2 separate regions of the Gossypium hirsutum genome follow, and region 2 is linked to region 1. Evidence: chromatin contacts called from public Hi-C data. All regions are on one chromosome and are shown on one strand. The core of a region is the stretch at or near the end of the contact, and the rest is flanking DNA. Distances in the headings are between cores, read along the strand shown.

The links. A called contact is a pair of places that touch in the nucleus more often than the background predicts.
Region 2: a Hi-C map of leaf shows a contact between it and region 1, with 1.8 times the contacts expected there. The contact joins the enhancer-like site here to the promoter of LOC107951684 in region 1. A contact is called at or near these places in 5 of 34 Hi-C or Micro-C datasets (leaf and seedling).

The regions. Positions count from the first base shown.
Region 1 is chrA02:98,922,262-98,924,966 of Gossypium_hirsutum_v2.1, reverse strand. LOC107951684 (FCS-Like Zinc finger 5) reads left to right here and starts at 1,341. Exons shown (of 2, transcript XM_016886806.2): 1 at 1,341-1,898; 2 at 2,219-2,629. The coding sequence starts at 1,564. The coding sequence ends at 2,390.
Region 2 is chrA02:98,956,431-98,959,135 of Gossypium_hirsutum_v2.1, reverse strand. All of the region lies in intron 2 of LOC107951682 (a long non-coding RNA gene), which reads left to right. Among protein-coding and RNA genes, the nearest start is that of LOC107951682, 2.9 kb to the left of the region's middle. Within about 2 kb of position 1,340, at least 5 of the 9 cell types and tissues checked have an H3K27ac peak or open chromatin away from gene starts, as enhancers often do. A contact at or near this core is called in leaf, where this site is marked.

The sequences.
Region 1 (2,705 bases), core at 92-2,591:
TTTTTTATTTATAAATGTTATAAATCTTATGAATAGCAAAGAAAATTTTAAAATGGTAAAATTCATTAATACAATGAACAACAAACGATTAATTTGTTTAAAAGTTTCTCTAGCCTAACGTTTATATATATATTAATTATAAATTAAATCATTTTTGTTTTTTCTTTTCAATCGAATTAGATCTATATAACTATAACATCTATTAAGATATAATTTAAGCTCAATTTAAGTGAAACTACATTGAATCGTACTATTAAATTAAGAAAACTCAAATTATTGTGACAACTAAAACCAAACTTAAATTTAATTTCAATGAAATTTGAGATTAATTAAACTCCAAATTACGTTAGATTTGATATTAAAATCCTAGGATTTTTGTAGTGATTTCCCAAGTTGTCAATATTGTAGCATTTGTGCCATGATTTAAGGCTAAGTTATATATTATAGACTGTAGTGGGTGTACCTCAAAATTCTAAAGAAAAAGTAATTAAAGATCCCCTAATACTAAGAAACAAAAGTGCATTGAGTTGAATGAATTATAGTTAAGATATTTAACTAATTATAATCCATTGTTAATGAAATTTGTATATTTTAGAAACCAATGTTATATATTTAAATTTGTAAAGATTATATTTTTTATATTTAAAACATAATTTATATATTTACATTAAATTTTACAAATAATTAATTTTTTTAAAAAATATTTAAATTTTATATTTCATATATCAAAATATTAATAATGGGTTACAATGAATTTGTTGATATATAAAATCAACAGAGACAAAGAAAGAGGAGAGGGGGCGGTGTCGAGGAAAGCCGGTTCACCCACTCTAAGATTGAGAGCCAAAAAAGTAAATAGAGTTAGGATGAATGCTTAACGTATTAAAATTTAGAGAGAAGAGAAGAGTCTTTATTTTTATTTTTTATTTTTGGCTTTCAAACTTAGAGTGGATGAACTGATCTTCTTCGACACTGCCCACTCTCCTTCTCATCTGCCTCTTTAATACTATGTATCAACAAAATTATTTTTTACTAAAATATTATAATATTAACAAATTTAAATATCATTTAGACATATTTTATTTTTCAAAAATATTTTTAACACCAACATTAAACATTTAAAACTTAAATTAAAGTTTTTAAAAGTGTTATTATGAAATTGGAATTCCTAAGTTTGGTAGAGAGATGAAAAAGGAATAGGGGTGGTCCAAAGGTGAGAAAAGAAAGATGGGACATTAGCAACAAAATGTCAAGGCTTGTAAAAGCAATGCCAGCAGCAACCCAACACATAGCAATAATGGACTTTTATATAATTAAATAATTAACCTTCCCAAAACTCCAAATGAATCTCTTTCGTATTTAAAAACTTCCAGCTGAGGGTGCCAAAGATTCCCTTGATTCTTCCCTAAAGGTTAAAATATACATAATTAACCATGTTTTACATTTCAATCCTCTCTCCCTTAATTTATCTCCCCCACCTCGCTTTTCCTTCCATTCCCACTCCCTTTGCTATTCACTAGAGCAAAAACAAGAGAGAAAGCCAATACGCATACATATAGCAGGATGATGCTCGGAAAACGCTCACGTCAGCCGATCAAGAGGACGACAAGCATGACGGGTATCACCGTCGATGTCTCCGACGCGGAGGATGTCGTCGACCATCACCAAGACCCAATCATATCCCATCCTCCTCCCCCTCAAATCCACCCTTTGCATGAATCCCCCGACGTTAACTCCCGTTACGATCAACGCTTCTTGGCCATGGTGTCGCCCAGAAACCCAGCTTCTTTTACTAGCCATGTCATCGGCAGCAGCACCACTGCCGCTGCTCCTTTTTTGCGAGCTTGTTGGCTTTGTAATCGCCGCTTAGCTCCTGGTCGTGACATATATATGTATAGGTATTTTTCTCCTTTTCATCCAGTTTCATTTATTTTCTTTTAAATTTTATTGAAAATTCAGTTCATATATATTAAGATTGAATCTAAAGTTGTATGAACAAGAAAAGAAAGAGAAAAAAAAAATTCTCTTTCTTTCCATCCAAACAACATTTTAACCTCCCTTAGAACTCCGTCTTTGCTTCTTACTTTTTTTTTTTAATTTATATTAATATATGGTATCTAGAAGTTATATGTAGAATTATAATTATTAACAGAGAATTAAAGCCAATATTTGGGTTGAATTATTTGTCAAATAATGAAAAAGAGAAACATTATTGCAGGGGGGATACAGCGTTTTGTAGTCAAGAGTGCAGAGAAAAACAGATGAAGCAAGATGAAAGAAAAGAAAAGCTAAACATTAATGCTTCAAAGAAAGAAGACCGCCATGCCCATTCCTCTTCAACCACCACCTCCTCCAAGACTTCTAAAGCGAAGCCTGTGGTTGCTGCTTGAACTTTGAAGAAAGTAGATGAATGATTAATTTCGATAGGAATTAAGCCAAAATCCAAACCCAGCCAGCCTCAAAAGAAGAAGAGTAGAAATCAATGGGCTTTCGTCATATATAATAGTGGGTGCAGTTAAATTATTATAAAGATGTGGATGGTGATGCAAATAGGCAAAGCTTTAAGCTTCTTATACATGGATTCCAATGTTATAACTCTTTCTAATATAGTTTCCTTTTTTTACTACCATCATCACTACTTCCACTATATATTCAACCTATCAATTATTAATGTCACAAACAAATGAATCATTACAATAAAAGAA
Region 2 (2,705 bases), core at 91-2,590, 34 kb before region 1:
TCTACACTTAAAAAATTTGAATTCGGATAGTATTTAGCTTTTAAAACTCTTGCTAACAAAGAATTTGGATACCAAAATTTCTAAAACCTAAACCACCATTTTCTTTTAAATCACAAAGGTTTTTCCAAGTGCACCAATGAATACCCCTTTTTCTGTGGCCCTTCTGCCACCAGAATCGTGCGACAATACTTACTTTTGAATTCATCACATAGGGCCTTAGGCAATAAAAAACAGGTCATCGTGTAAATTGGTATCGCCTGTAAAATGGCCTTCACAAATACTTCCTTCACCCCTTGAGATAAAAGCCGATTGCTCCAATTATCAGTACGTTTTCGGAGTCGGTCCTTCAAGTTTTGAAAGGATGCCTTTTTCCTACTGCCCACCGTACTCAGCAACCCCAGGTAATGCTCTAGTTCGTTCGAACTGCGGACCCCTAGCAAATTAAGAACCAAGCTCCTATCATCTTCCGAGGTATTCTTACTGAAAAAGACTTGATTTGTCAAAATTAACAATTAACACACTGACTTGAACAAAATTTATACTCCCACAAAATGTCTTTGAATAACGTAGCAACCCTACTTATGGCCTCCCCAAATAAAATACAATCATCAGCAAACAAAAGATGTGATACCTGTGGCTCGCTTCTACTAACCTTAACACCTTTAAAGAGCCTGCTATTCATTGCTAGCCTCAATAGGCTCGACAGACCCTCCCCACATAAGAGGAATAAAAACGGGTTTAACGGATCACCTTGTCTAAGTCCTCTGGTTGGGAAAATTTTTTCCCTAATATGCCCATTTATAACTACTGAATAAGAGATCTTTGAAACACATTTCATAAGGGCATCTACCCACTTCATATCAAACCCCATTTGTAGTATGACTTCTGTTATAAAAGCTCATTCAACTCTATCCTATGTTATGCTCATGTCTAGTTTAACTGTCATATACCCTGTCTTCCCCGATCCCTTCGTGTTTAACTTACGCAATACTTCATATGCCAATAGCACGTTGTCTGATATTAATCATCCTGGCACAAAAGCACGTTGTGCTTCATCAATACATTAACCAATGGCACCTCGTAAACGATTAGTTAAAATCGTAGCCAGAATTTTATAGAGCACATTACACAAACTGATTGGTCAAAATTGTGTGATATTTGAGGGGCTGGTGACTTTCGGAACAAGTACTATATTAGTATAGTTCACAGCACTAATCTCCATATTCCCATTAAGAATTTGAAGACAAAAAGAAATGGTATCTTCTCCAACGATATGCCAATGTTCTGGATAAAAAAAAGGTGAAAAGTCGTCCTCCCCCGGTGCCTTTGTGGGTCCCATTTTAAAAACTGCTGTTGTACTCTCCTCCCTGGTATATTTTGCAGTAAGCTTTTGATTATCTTCATCGAATATACAATGCTCAATCCCAGATAACAAATAGTCGTAACTACCTCTACCTCCTGCTGAAAATAAACTTTGAAAATAAGATCTAGCACTACCCTCTATTTCTTGCAATTCTACCATTTCGCTTCCATCTTCATTTTGTAATCTACGAATAAGGTTCATCTTTCGCCGTTGTGATGCATGACTATGAAAAAACGCTGTATTTTTATCTCCAAATTTCAGCTAATTAAGTCGAGCCCTCTGTTCCCAATAACATTCATCTTTATCAATATTCAAGTTTAAATTAATTTTCGTATCAATCAGCTAGGCTAAATTCTCATCATCTCTCTCTGCTTTAGACTGTTTTGCTAATTTTCCCATAAGGATTTGTTTTTTCTTTATCCTATTCATATGAATTTTCCCCGCCCATTGTTTCAAGCTTGTTTTTAAATTTTCCAGCTTCTACAACAAGACCCCTGAAGACTCCTTCCACAAACATTTGACTTCATTAATAAAAGATTCCTCCAAAGACCACCAGGCCTCAAATTTGAAACCCTTATTCTTCAAGCGATCTTCATTCATTCTTGTATTAATGAGAAGGGGATAATGATCAGAAAAAGTGTGCACTAAATGTTGGATTTTCACCTTCAGGAACATAACAATCCATTCTGTGTTGGCAACCCCTCTGTCTAACCGTTCTCGAATGTTCGTCTGTGGTACCTCTCTCCCAAGTGAACCAATTCCCACAAAAACCCACATCGTTTAGATGACATTTTTCCAGTGTTCTTCGGAAGAGTTTTATTCGTCTTTCATCTCTAGGCAATCCTCCTTTTTTCTCAAAACCATACATAATCTCATTGAAATCTTCACAAACTAACCAAGGAATATTCCTGTCAAATGCCAACCTTTTCAGAACAGCCCATAAATCAGCCCTATCGGACGCATAAAGGGATCCATAGAATCTCGTAAATCTTTAATTAGTCCTGTATTCCTTGTCCGTAACAATCACATCAATATGCCTCTTGGAAAAAGTACGGAGTGTTATATTTATATTCAGCCTCAATGTTAAACACAAACCTCTTCGTGTACCATCTGAGTCAACTTTAATACCATTCACAAAACCACCACTTCTATGAACTCACTCCATCTGTCGTCTACTAAGCTTTGTCTCTATAAAGAGGACTATTTGGGGATTATATATCTTCAGCGAATGTCGAAGTCTTTTAATCGTCCGTGGTCTCCCCAAACCACGAACATTCCAGCTTAAGATTTTCATTGCGTTTGGTCGGCTTGCCTCTAGGCAAACTCCGATGATAAAATATTA